2 separate regions of the Sus scrofa genome follow, and region 1 is linked to region 2. A link is a contact called in public HiChIP or PLAC-seq data. All regions are on one chromosome and are shown on one strand. Each heading gives the region's core, a stretch centred on a gene start, on an enhancer-like site or on the middle of the called end of the contact. The rest is flanking DNA. Distances are from core to core; before and after follow the strand shown.

Evidence for each region. HiChIP or PLAC-seq counts read pairs in DNA pulled down with a chosen protein or histone mark.
Region 1: a contact with region 2 is called in an H3K27ac HiChIP or PLAC-seq map of alveolar macrophages. The contact joins two enhancer-like sites. A contact is called at or near these places in 1 of 5 promoter capture datasets (fetal liver), 14 of 47 Hi-C or Micro-C datasets (alveolar macrophages, blood, embryonic fibroblasts and 8 more) and 1 of 2 datasets of contacts at active chromatin or transcription factors (alveolar macrophages).

What each region holds. Positions count from the first base shown.
Region 1 is chr9:121,525,405-121,531,827 of Sscrofa11.1, reverse strand. All of the region lies in intron 4 of TOR1AIP1 (torsin-1A-interacting protein 1), which reads right to left. Among named protein-coding and RNA genes, the nearest start is that of TOR1AIP1, 13 kb to the right of the region's middle. Within about 2 kb of position 4,172, at least 1 of the 83 cell types and tissues checked has an H3K27ac peak or open chromatin away from gene starts, as enhancers often do. A contact at or near this core is called in alveolar macrophages, where this site is marked.
Region 2 is chr9:121,448,263-121,454,320 of Sscrofa11.1, reverse strand. FAM163A (protein FAM163A) reads right to left here. Exons shown (of 5, transcript XM_021063745.1): 2 at 3,931-4,022; 3 at 69-89. Among named protein-coding and RNA genes, the nearest start is that of TOR1AIP2, 38 kb to the left of the region's middle. Within about 2 kb of position 3,955, at least 9 of the 83 cell types and tissues checked have an H3K27ac peak or open chromatin away from gene starts, as enhancers often do. A contact at or near this core is called in alveolar macrophages, where this site is marked.

The DNA.
Region 1 (6,423 bases), core at 2,923-5,422, 77 kb before region 2:
TTTACTAGTAAATTCATTTGGGCTTGGTGCTTTCTGCTTTAGAAGGTTACTCATATTGATTCAATTTATGTTAAGAGGTATAGATTGACTAGGGTCACTTATGTCTTCTTGAGTAAGTTTTGGCAGATTACGCTTTCAAGGAATCCGTTCATTTCATCTAGGTTATGTTGTCGAATCTGTGGGAGCAGAGTTGTTCATAACACAGTTGTGTCATCCTTTTAATTTCCATGGGATCTTATACAGCGTTCCCTCTCTAATTTCTGACATTAGCAATTTATGTCCTATCTTTTTTTCCCCCTCAGGTTTTTTTTTTTTTTTTTTTTTTTTCCTTAGCCTGGGCAGAGGCTTCACCTTTGAAGGATAATTTTGCAAGACAAACTCTGCTAGGGTTGGTGGTATATTTTTCTTTGAATACTTTAAATCTTTCACTCCAATCTCTCCTTGGGTGCCTGGTTTCTGAGATGTTAGATGTAATTCTTTTATTTCTATACAGGTCACTTATTTTCTTCCTTTGGCTTCTTTTGGGATTTTTTCTGTATCTATGACTTACTGTGTTTTAAAAATGATTTTTTTTTTTTTTTTTTTTTTTTTTTGGCATTTATCCTGCTTGGTGTTTGTGAGCATCCTGGATCTGAAGTTTAGTATTTTTCATTAATTTGGGAAATTCTCAGTCATTATGGTTTCCAATGTTTCTTCTGTTCCTTCTCCTTCTGTTATTCATAATATGAGTACCTTATACCTTTTGTTAACTGTTGTACAGTAGAGGATAGTCTGTATTATTCAGTCATTTTCTTTGCTTTCAGGTTTTCAATGATTCTTTTTTTTTTTCTTTTTGGCTGCACCCAAAGCATGTGGAAGTTCCCATGCCAGGGATCAAACCTGCACCGCAGCAGCGACCTAAGCTGTGGCAGTGACAATGCCAAATCCTTATCCCACTGAGTCAAAAGAGAACTCCAATGATTCTACTTTTTTAATTGAGATATAACTGATATTTAACATTGTGTAAGGTGTACAGTGTGTTGATTTGATATATTTATATATTGTAATATAATTAGCATAGCATGAGCTAATTATCATTTACATAATTATCACTTCTTTGAGGAATCCATTGATACAGCCTCTAGAGAGTCTTTCCTCAGCTGGGTCCAGTTCAATAAGCCCATCAAGGGCATTCCTCATTTTAGTTATAATGTTTTTTTTTTTTTTTTATCTCTAGTCTTTCTTTTTGATTCTTAGGATTTCTCTCTGCTTACATTATTCATCTGTTCTTGCATGCTGTCTACTTTATTCATTAGAGCCCTTACTTAGCATATTAATCATAATTACTTTAAATTCCTGGTCTGTTAATTCTACATCCCTGCCACATCTAGTTGCTGTTTACTGTATCTTTTCAAACTATGTTTATTTCATTTTGGCATTTCTCACTAATTTTTTTGATAGCTGGACACAAGATACTGGCTAAAAAAAAAACCAGCTATAAATAAGCCTTTAGTAATATGGTGGTGGTATTGGGAGAGGGGAAGTATTCTATAGTTCTAGGTTTCTGTTTTTTAGTAAGCTTTATACCTCTGGACCATGAACTTCACAACAATTCCTTTCTTTTTGTCCCTCTTCCCCCTTTAGGTGGGACAGCATGTCCAGAGTGGTCTGGAGCTGAGTAATTACCTCCCCTCAGGTCAGTTGAGCTTTGATAATAACACAGTAGGTTAGGCTCTAGTTAACTAGATTTCCCGGAGGACTTGCCTTGTTAAGAACACGTGCCCTGGAATCTTTCAAAATGTTTCCTTCCCCTTCTCCCTTGCAGAAGCAAGATGGGATCTTGTGCTGATGTTTATCAGGGGGAGTCTGGTTGAGCTTCTGGAGGTAAACCTCACAATAGAGTACGAGCCCCCCTTTCACTGGGTCCTCCTGGAATTTTTAACTCTCAGTTATGTTCATGCTGAGCCTCTAGCAATTCATCAACTGCGGCTCAGGTTTTCCAGTACTACCTCGTGCAGAGGCTTATGCTTCTGAGTCCATATGCCAGTAAGCCATGATGTCCTATGTTTGCCTGTTTCTCCAATCCTGGGGGCAGCAGTCTGACCTGGGTCCTTTCCTCTCTTACAGATATAAGAAGAGTTGTTGATTTTTCAGCTGTCAGTTTTTGACTTGTTCTTAAGTTGAAGTAGTGACTTCCACGCACCTCACATGTGCAACCAAAAAGTCACCCTAAATAATATTTTGGATAAATGAATAAATGACGAAGGCTGAGAAGTGAATTCTTCCTAAAATGGCAGGTTCCAACAACACCTAAGTGTAAGTCATATAATACAGTAGCTTTGCTACAGTTACATTTATATTAGGACATTATATTTTATGTAGCTGAAAAATTATCTGGTGTAACAAAATTTAAGGCTGAACTGATTTCTGAATCTGTATTAATGGAAAGAAAAATATGTTTAAGATTTACACTATTCACTGAGCTATCAGAAAAAATAAATAGTACAGTAATCCCTCCCTTTTTCATCCTCATATAATTTATTTCTACATACTTGTGAAGTTCCAGGTCACTATGTCTAGAGCCAATTAACTAATAATCAATACTTTATATACCAGGTTGCCTAAAACGCAATCTCCTTTTTTTTTCTGTTTATGTTCTAATTAGCATGGGGGAAGATTTAAGAATTTTTTTTTTTTTTTAGGGCCACACCCGAGGCATACGGGAAGTTCCCAGGTTAGGGGTTGAATCAGAGCTGTTGCTGCTGGCCTGCACCACAGTCACAGCAACGAGGGATCCAAGCCTCATCTGCAATCTACACCACAGCTCACAGCAATGACAGATCTTTAACCCACTGAGAAAAGCCAGGGATCAAACCTGCGTCCTCATGGATACTTGCTGGGTTTGTCACAACTAAGCCACGACGGGAACTCTCAAGAATTATCTTTTAACCAGCTTATAAATGGAGTTCCCTATTTCCTTTTAATACCTCTAATACGTTATATTTGAAGTATTTAATAAATCACAGATTTAATCTATTTTTGAACACTTTTTTTTTTTTTTTTTTTTTGCTTTTTAGGACTGCACCCATTTTGTAACTTTTAATCTAGTGTCTACAGATGCTTTATTTAGAATTCTTTGCTCCTAACAATAAGTATTTATCAGCAGTACCCAAGACAAAAACAATAACATGTCAAGCAAGGCTATCTTAATAATACCACTAAGAACAGAAAAACAGTATTTCGTGTCTCATAATCCAGTAGTATTTTATGAACTAGGCAGCTTAAATAATAATACATCCTACTTACCTGATAAATAATCATCATTGTAATAGGCTTTTATCTTGGCTATAAACACATTTCTCACTTTAGAAAATGAAACTCTAGAAATTTACGTCTACCAATTTAGCATTTGATCATTTTAAAATTTAACATAAGGTATCTCAAAGAGCCACAGCTAATGTGAGAATGCTATCTCTAAAGAGTAAAGAGTTTCTCACATTGCATGGACTCTAAAAGTACAATAGTGACATTCTATTACAAGACAAACTGTAGTATTTGCAGCTTTCCTTCCCCATTCTGCCTGCTCTTCATCTTTCAAAATTCAGTTCAAATGCTATCTCCATAAAAATGTTCCTGACCTCTTCCACAGAGTAGGGCACTTCTTTAGGCAACTATTACTACAAACACACACACACACACACACACACACACACGCCACCTTTTTTTTTTTTTTTTGTCTTTTTGCCTTTTCTAGGGCCGCTTCTGCAGCATATGGAGGTTCCCAGGCTAGGGGTTGAAGCGGAGCTGTAGCCACCAGCCTACACCAGAGTCACAGCAACGCGGGATCTGAGCTGCGTCTGCAGCCTTCACCACAGCTCACGGCAACACCGGATCCTTAACCCACTAAGCAAGGCCAAGGATCCAACCCACAACCTCTTGGTGCCTAGTCAGATTTGTTAACCACTGCGCCACGACGGGAACTCCAACACACGCCACTGTTTAACACTTCATTTTCTTTTTAACCCAAGCTACAAAGAATGTTCAGATAAATATTTAAATATAATCTGAAAATAAACCAGTAGTATCTATGACTACATAAATTTTAATTTCATTTCCCTCTTTTATTATTCAGCTTCCTTTACTTTAAACTTCCTGATTGCTACATGTGGAAAGTTAAAGCGTTAAAAAAAAAAAATTGCCTTTTTTTCTTTGTGGCTACGCCAGTGGCATGTGGAAGTTCTGGGGCTAGGGACTGAACCCAAGCTGCTGCAGTGACAATGCTGGGTCCGTAACCTGTTGTGTCACAAGGCAATTCCTAAAAATATTATTTTAAAAAGATATTACTCTTCTCTACACTGATGCAGACATTTTAAGAAATTAAAATCCTATTTGGAGCAATAATACTCTTAATTTAAAAAGTTATTATAAGAAATGGTAAAAGCTGTGGCTTATTTATTTTTGTCTTTTTGCCTTTTTAGGGCTGCAACCTAGGCATGTGGAGGTTCCCAGGCTAGGGTCAAATCCGAACTATAGCTGCTGATGTACGCCACAGCCACAGCAATGCCAGATCGGAACCGCATCTGCGACCTACACCACAGCTCACAGCAACGCTGGATCCTTAACCCACTGAGCAAGGCCAGGGATCGGACCTGCATCCTCATGGATACTAGTCAGATTCGTTTCCACTGAGCCACGACGGGAACTCCCCAAAGCTGTGGCTTTTCGACAATGGCAATAATTCAATATGCTATTAAGGAGATGTCACTTTTCTAACAATTTCAACCAATTTGGAAAAGGTACTTTCAAAAGCCCTAGGTCTTCATGTTTGCTGTAAAAATAGGTTACTTACAACCACCTCCTCTGATGGAGACCGTCCACTAACTGTATCACTTTCTGCTCACTTTCTTTTACCTGGCACGGACAAAGCCCCAGGCATATTTCTACTATAGACTTTCCTATTCCTAGAGACCTGTGGAATGTGAGGAAGTGTAAACTTCGTTTATCATGTTGTGTCTGGAGACAAAGATATGAAGATTCAGAAGTGAGATTATCATACTTTCTCAAAGAGAATACTAGATAGAATACAGAAGTCATTATGTCTCCTGTTTTTTTGTGTTGTCAACAAAATCTAGTGTGGAATGTTACAATAAATCTACGGGCCAGGCAAGTATTTTAACTCTCTGAATTTACTCTTAGAACAAACAAATGGCAATTTTGTTAATGTGCTGCCTTCATTTCTGCCACTGATGTAATCAGGGACTGATAAACTTTCTCCCCTTCAGAGCAGAACAGTGACTATCTTAGGCTTTTTGAGACACATGAGGTCTCTATCATATGTCAGTGTGTGTGTTTATTTCACAAAATGTAAAAATCTTTTCTTCACTCATAGGCTGTACGCAAAGAGGACTGCATGTCAGATTTCACTTAGAGACTATGGTTTGTGGAGCCCGGCTATATATTAAGAAAGGTAACTTTTAAGATGAATTATTCAATGCCAATCATGCTTTAGAAATCAGATAGTAAGGCAGCAAGAAAAAGAGAATAAAAAATAGTCTGCAGACATTACTAGTGTTCAAGTTCCATGAATAGCCATTGTATACACTCCAAGATGTACTAGCATTACTATTTAAAAAAAAAATAAAAACAGCAGATGGTGTCATTTTCCATATTGATCTCACAGGAATTTCCTTTAAGCTGGCAAGCACTATTTTTTAAAGTCAGTTTTTATTATAAAGTACTTACAGAAATGATTTCTAAATCTAGCCTAGAGAAAAAAATAAAAGTGCTAGACTATTTCAGTTCCAAGTTCTAATTAAGACGGTATGACTTTAAAAGATTTTTTAAAAAGTTTTTAAATAGAGCATTTGAGAAACTCTGGTGGGGAGAAGTAAACGTGCTAAGTTGTACACTGCGTGAATCGTTTTCAGTACCCAGACACTGTAAATCCTGAAGTCTCTAAGAAAAAGGAGCCTGAGCTTAAGTTAAGGACAAATGTAAAACAAGCTGCAACTATTTATAAAGAAAAATGAAGCTTCCCTCCTTTTGACTCATCTCCAAATTTAGAAAAGAACTGTAACTTAAGCCTAAATCCAACCACAATCAATACACACATATCTCGGTAGCTCATGTACTACACCAAGGAAAACACTGAAAAAACTTGAAACCACTTCGATAAACACGGCAAAGGACGCTGAACTTACTGTGAAAAATCTCCAATTCACTTCCTAAATCAACAAAAAGACCTTAATGGTAAACTGATACCTGCTTTCTCTCAATACTGTGGACTTAACAACTGCCAAGAAAAGCTAAAATGTATCTGTTATTACAGTTTCCTACACAAATTTAAACAATAATATAACAAAAGACCATTTCAGAGAGAATAAAAACCAAGGCTTAATTACTAAGAAAGGTCACAGTCCTAAGGACACTGTTCCTCAAGCCGAG
Region 2 (6,058 bases), core at 2,706-5,205:
CCAACGGCGCAGGAGGGTGGGAGGAGACTTGGCATCTTGAGGACGGAAGAATGACTGCGAGCACTTACGTTCATAAAGGGAACGGTGACCTGCAAGACAACAAAAGGGACAGAGATGCTGTTAGAAGAGGGTGAACCGGAAGAAGGCCCCAGGGGTTAGATGAGTCCCCGAGCTCTACTTCGCGTCATCTTGCTCTCTCCCCACGCTCTATCACGGGTAAGCCTCCAGGTCCCCAATCTGCGTCTCCAGCCGTGTCTCCAGCTGCGAGTAGACAGACCCGTCACTCAGATGCCCACTGGCACCCTGAACTTGATCGTTACCCTCTCTCCAAGTGGACTCCCCCACCTCCCCAACCTCTCTGTTCACGGTGCTACCAGAGCTGCCATGAAGGGTTTTGTCTGTCAAAGGCAGGTGGGGGCTGATGGGGGCTGGACCACCAGCTTCTTAGGGGGAAGGAATACCTTTTCCTCAGCCAAGGACACCTGTTTCTCATCACCGTGGCCCTAGGGCCCTACATGCAGCCTGCACTGCTTCCAACTCCCTCAAAGATGCTCACAGGAGTTTCCTGTCGTGGCTCAGTGGTTAACAAACCCAACTAGCATCCATGAGGACATGGGTTCGATACCTGGCCTTGATCAGTGGGTTAAGGATCTGGTATTGCCCTGAGCTGTGGTATAGGTCATAGACGCGGCTCAGATCCCGTGTGGCTGTGGCTGTGGGGCAGGCTGGCAGCTGTAGCTCCAATTCGACCCTAGCCTGGGAACTTCTATATGCCACAGACATATAGACCCTAAAAAGACAAAAAGACAAAACAAAACAAAACAAACCCAGATGTTCACAGTGTAGCCTGAGGACCACAGCATGGAAGCCGGTTCACATCTCAGGCCCCACCGCAGGCCTAATGAGTCAGAACCTGTATTTTAACAAGGGCCCAGGTGATTAATTTGCATATTAAGAGTTTGACAAGGCTGTGGTGTGTTCCCCTAGCTGCCCAGACTTTCAATTCCTCAAATTCTGCTTCAGCTTCCCCAGCCTCTATTCTCCCTAATTAAGACTCTGCATCACACACTGGCCCTGGTGCAATGGTTTCCTGATGGATCTTGCTGGTTCTAGCTCTGAGCACCCTTTGCATTGCCCACAGTTAGCCCTTCATCATGCCCCTGCACCTCTCTTCCTCCAGAACCTTCTGGGGACCACGCGGACTGCAGGGGCACATTTACTGGGTGTGGATTTTAAGACGGAGCCTCAGAGGCTCTCCAACCTGCTTGCTCATTACCAATTCAGCTTTTCCTCCTCTCGCCCTCTCTCCCTGTCACAGGAATCCTCTGCCCATCAGGCAGCTCCAGTTCTTAAGAAGATTATAGCCCTGTGATGAAAAGACACTTAACATAAGAACCAGTGATGCCCAGACCAGGGGCGGTGGGAACACAGGAGGGGGGAAGCTAACTACCTGGGGAAAAGTTCCATGGAACATGTTCTGTTTGAGCTGAATCCTAAAAGCTCAGGGCGGCTTGGCCAGTAGACAAGGTGGAGAAGGCGAATGCACAGCCCAGGAGTGTGGAAGGATACAGGGGTTCCAGGAACAACTGTAAGGAATCTGGAAAGGTTGAGGGTGGGTGGGCATCAAGCTGGAGAGGCTGCAAGGCAGGCAAGGAATTGGGATTTAACTCTCTTGGAGACCATGGGGCCTCCTGAAGGGTCGCAGTAGGGGAGGAGCGTAATCTCGCTTTCTCCATCTTTTTAAATCCTGCCCTTTCTTCGAGGCTCTGAGAAGCCTTCCCTGACTGCCCCATCACGATGCCTTCTCTTTCTGGACTTCTACCATGCCACTTTTAACATCCTTTCTTGGTAGGATGTTTGTCAACTTTCATGTGGCAGCGTTTTAACTCCTTCCCTAAATTATGAGTACTGTGGGGTAAGGAGCTGTGTCTTATACAGCATTAGACACAGTGCCTGGCACACTGCAGGTACTAACAAGTTTGGTAATCTCTCCTTGCAGCATTTCTTTCACAAGCCTGGCAGTAATGACTCTGATCCACCACCAGGGGGCACCAAGTTGTATCGCTCAGGTCACATTCCAGCTGCAGACTAGAGCATCCTTGTTGAAGACCAATTTGATTTTGCTCTGATGCAAGCAAGGTAAGCCATGCCTCAGGGCTGCAATGGGGCTTTTTTTTGGGGGGGGGTAAGTGAACCTCAGCCTTGGGGCGACATATATCTTCACAACAACACTCCCCTTCTCCTGCTTCCCCTCCATGTGGGCTGCTTAAGCAAGAGAGAGGCCTAGGGACCTCAAGTTGGGGGAGGCAGCAGTGGCCCACACTACTGAAAGTCTTGGCCTAGTCCCCTGGGATGTGCCCAGGCTGTGTTTTCGGAAACAGAGAATAATGAAGCCATATAAGAACAGAGCCCTCCCTCTTTCAGGACCACGAAGGCTGTGTAGCAGAAGTGGCCTGGAAATGGGGCGCAGGGCAGTGCGGCAGTGCCATGGATCCGAAGGCCCTTCGAGACCCAACTGTGCCACCTAGCAGATACCCCATCTTGGAAGCGGACCTTCTTTCTCACTTATAAAAGAGAGATACACAAAAAACCCAGTTCACAAATCTGATTGTAAGGGAAAAGATTCATGTATGTGAGGGCCCCTTGGAAACTCTAAGATATCCTTCAGACATAGTTATTTGTGGGGAAAAGGAAGGCCCGGAGGTTTTGTGGCCACTTAGGTCTGGCCTGATCATCATAAACCAAGAAAGCACATGTCAAGGGCATGTGGTAAACTAGCCAGATCCCAGGCAGCTTTGCCAGGGCCCGGCCCTGATGGTGCACCGTAGCATTTAAATTCCTACCCCAGTGGCTCTCTGGGATTTCAGGTGGGCTCATTTCCTCTTTGCAAATGATCACAATAACTCCCTGAATCTAAACAGTATTCTGTAGTTTACATGTTTCCCTTTCTCTCCCCATTTACAACAGGCAGGCTCTAAGATGGCCCCAAATGAGCCTGCCCCCCCAGCAATCATGCCTTGGGTACCTCCCTCCCCTGGAGGGTGGGTGCCAGTGTGACTTGCTTCTTAATAGAATACAGCAAAGAGGACGGGATGTTTTCTGTTCGTCGACTCTATGAAACTCTGACTTTCCTCTTACTGGCCAAGACATTCTCCCTTGCTGGTTTTGGTTCAGCCAGTTGCCACGTTAGGAGGGCCCATGTGTTAAGGAACCGAGGGTGGCTTCTGGCCTTCAGTTCAACAGACAACAAAAGCTGAAGCCCTCAATCTAATGGTCCCAAAGGAACTGAACAATCACATAATTGAGAGCAGAAGAGCTGATCCTTCCCCTGTCAAGCTTTCAGATGAAACGGTAACCCCAGTGGACTCCTTGAACGCAGCCTCAGGACACACCCTGAAACACTGCAACCAGCGGGCCACGCCTGGATTCCTGACCCACAGAAACTGTGAGATAATTGGTGTGGGTTGTTGCAAGCTGCTAAGTATGTGGTGGTTTGTGATACGGCAAAAGATAACCACTACACCTCCTTTGAGCCTTACCAAAAAAACCCTACAGGAGGAAAAGCCACAGCTTTACGCAATTTGCATAAAAGTCATACAGTAGCAAGTGTCTGAGTCAGGACCCAAAGGCAAGTGGCATGGAGTTTTGTCACAACAGCTGCCCGATTAACTTCCTGAGGCTTTGAGAACAAGGTTCCTCTGTTTTCTTGCAGGGCTGAGCAGGTCTGCATAGATGGAATCAGCGAGGACTGATTCATGGGCTGAGGGCAGCCAGAGAGGACAAACCTGGTGCCAACTGCAGACCCCCAGGGTCTGCCCTCTGTAACCAGGGCTTTCTGGGAGCTCCTTCTCCACCAACACTTCTCTCCATCCAGGGTCTTGGCACCATCTCCTGAGGTTAGGGGGAGGGTGGCCTGTGCCTCACACTTACGTGAAATGGCTGGAGCAGCGACGACCCAGTCACGCAGGCTGTGGCTGAGTGGACAGCAGCTGGGGGTGTGTCATGGCCAAGGGCATCAGTCCCTGCCAGAGAAGAGAGGGGAGAAGGGTCAGTGAGAGCTGGAGAGGAAGGCTGAAAGGATGGAGGTGCATGCTGGCCCCTGGTTGTGACCCCAGGACTCTGGAGTGGATGTCCCCAAGGGGGCTTGTTTCCTGATCTCCGCTGCTGCCTTGGTTGGAGGTCCCCCGGCCTAAAAATCTGAGATCAGTCCTATAAGGCCACATCCTATCCTGTCCTTGTTTCCTTCCCTCAGTGCTGCTGCTGGGAACCCTCTGCCTGATGCAACAGCAGGATGCTGGACAAGAGCCTCTGTCTGCCCTGGGAAGGGAGGCTAAGGGGAGGAAGTCCAGCTGCCTCTTTCATGCTCCATTGGCAGTGCTGGAAGGGCTGGCAGTTTTGAGTCCGGTCCAAGAGCGCCACCTGGAGGAGCGAGAAGGACCCCCCCCCCAACTCCGAGTCCTGGAGGCTGGAGGTGGCCTGCAGATGCCAAGGGGCTGAGCAAGGAGCTGCCAAGGACTCCTGGAATAGAGGTGATGCGCTCGCCTGGGGTAAAGGCCTGGCAGGGAACTCCAGAAGAGCCCCCCAAAGCATTCACAAAAGCAAGAGCCAGTCTGAAGTTTCTCCTTGCTCTCTAACCAGTAAGAATTCTCCATTTCCATCCTGGCAGCTGATGAAACAGCAGCTCTCGGGGATGGTGGGAGAGAGGATAAGAGTTGGGGGAGGGTAGATGGCAGAGGACATTGCCACCACCCCAGCCACTTCCAGCCTGAAGCAGATTCAAACTGGAGGAAAGGAAACGATTAAAGCTGTCAGATGGGGAGTAGTCTGAGTATCACTCATGACTGACATTCTAATTTCTGAGCTGAAACTGTATCTGTACCTTAGAGTGACTATAAGACTATCACCTAAGAGTGAATGAAAAAGCAATGGGGCTGGCCCAAGCTTCTATTTAGGGGAAGGAGCCAATTTCTCCCACTGAATACACTTTAAAGGATTACTTGAGGAAAAAAAAAAAATCAAAGTTGCTTTTTGAGCATAAACCACTCAACACGCTTGTTTAACAAACCAGTTACTTATAGAAAAATGACTTGTGGAAATGGACGCATTCTAAGAGATCTGGCCAATATCGCTATTACCTAGATGCAGAAACCAAGTTCAGAGAGGACAAGTGACTTACTTAACCACACACAGCAAGATGGAGAGAGAGCTGGAGAAGCACTGGGGAGCAGAGCCTCTCGCCCCTGTCATGAGGATGCGGTCTCTCCTTCCAGAACCTTTGCACTTGTCTCACCAGGAGCTTAGGTGACCCCTGAAGTAGGATTTCTCAAATTGGCTTGATGGCAACAATCACCGGGGCCACATGTTAAACAGAGACTCCAGACCTACTGAAGCGGCGTCTCCAGGGGCGGGGCCCAGGAATCGATCTTCAACACGGTTGAGTCTTACCATCTGGCCCTTCTGGGAAGTGATGCAGGAATGAAGGTCTTTGGGAGGATTTCAAGCTGGAGGCAGCAGGGGTGGTGGGTGACCTTGCAGAGCCTGTGGCATCACCCTCTGCTGCCCATAACAAGACTGGCTCTGGATGCTGTGTCCTTGGGGCAAGAAGGCCAGAAGGAGAAGGAGGGGAGCACGAGGAGACCCAAGATACCTGGTGTCTCCGGGTGGGATGGAGCCAATAAACAGGTCAGGATGCAGGACTTTAAGGCCATTCTTCCAGTAAAGGCTGGGAGCACATTAAAAGCCTCCCTGACAGAAGGTGTTGCAAATAGGTTTCCCCCTCCCCATAAGGTGCAGGGGTCTGTGCTCTCTCTCAAGGGCCCCTGCCCTCAATGACTTCAGTGCCCCAAGGCAGGGTGACCTCCCTCACTGCCTCCCTCACCCCCTCATGGTGGCAGGAAATGCTGCCGCAGCTGGCACCAGCACATGTAATTAATGATCAGCTGCCCTCTGCACCCTGCTCGGCCCCCTCAGGAGCACAAGTTAATTGGGGCCAAAGCACCGGCTGAGCTCAATTTCTTCCAATGCAATTAAGCCTTCTCCAATCATTTATTAACTCGTG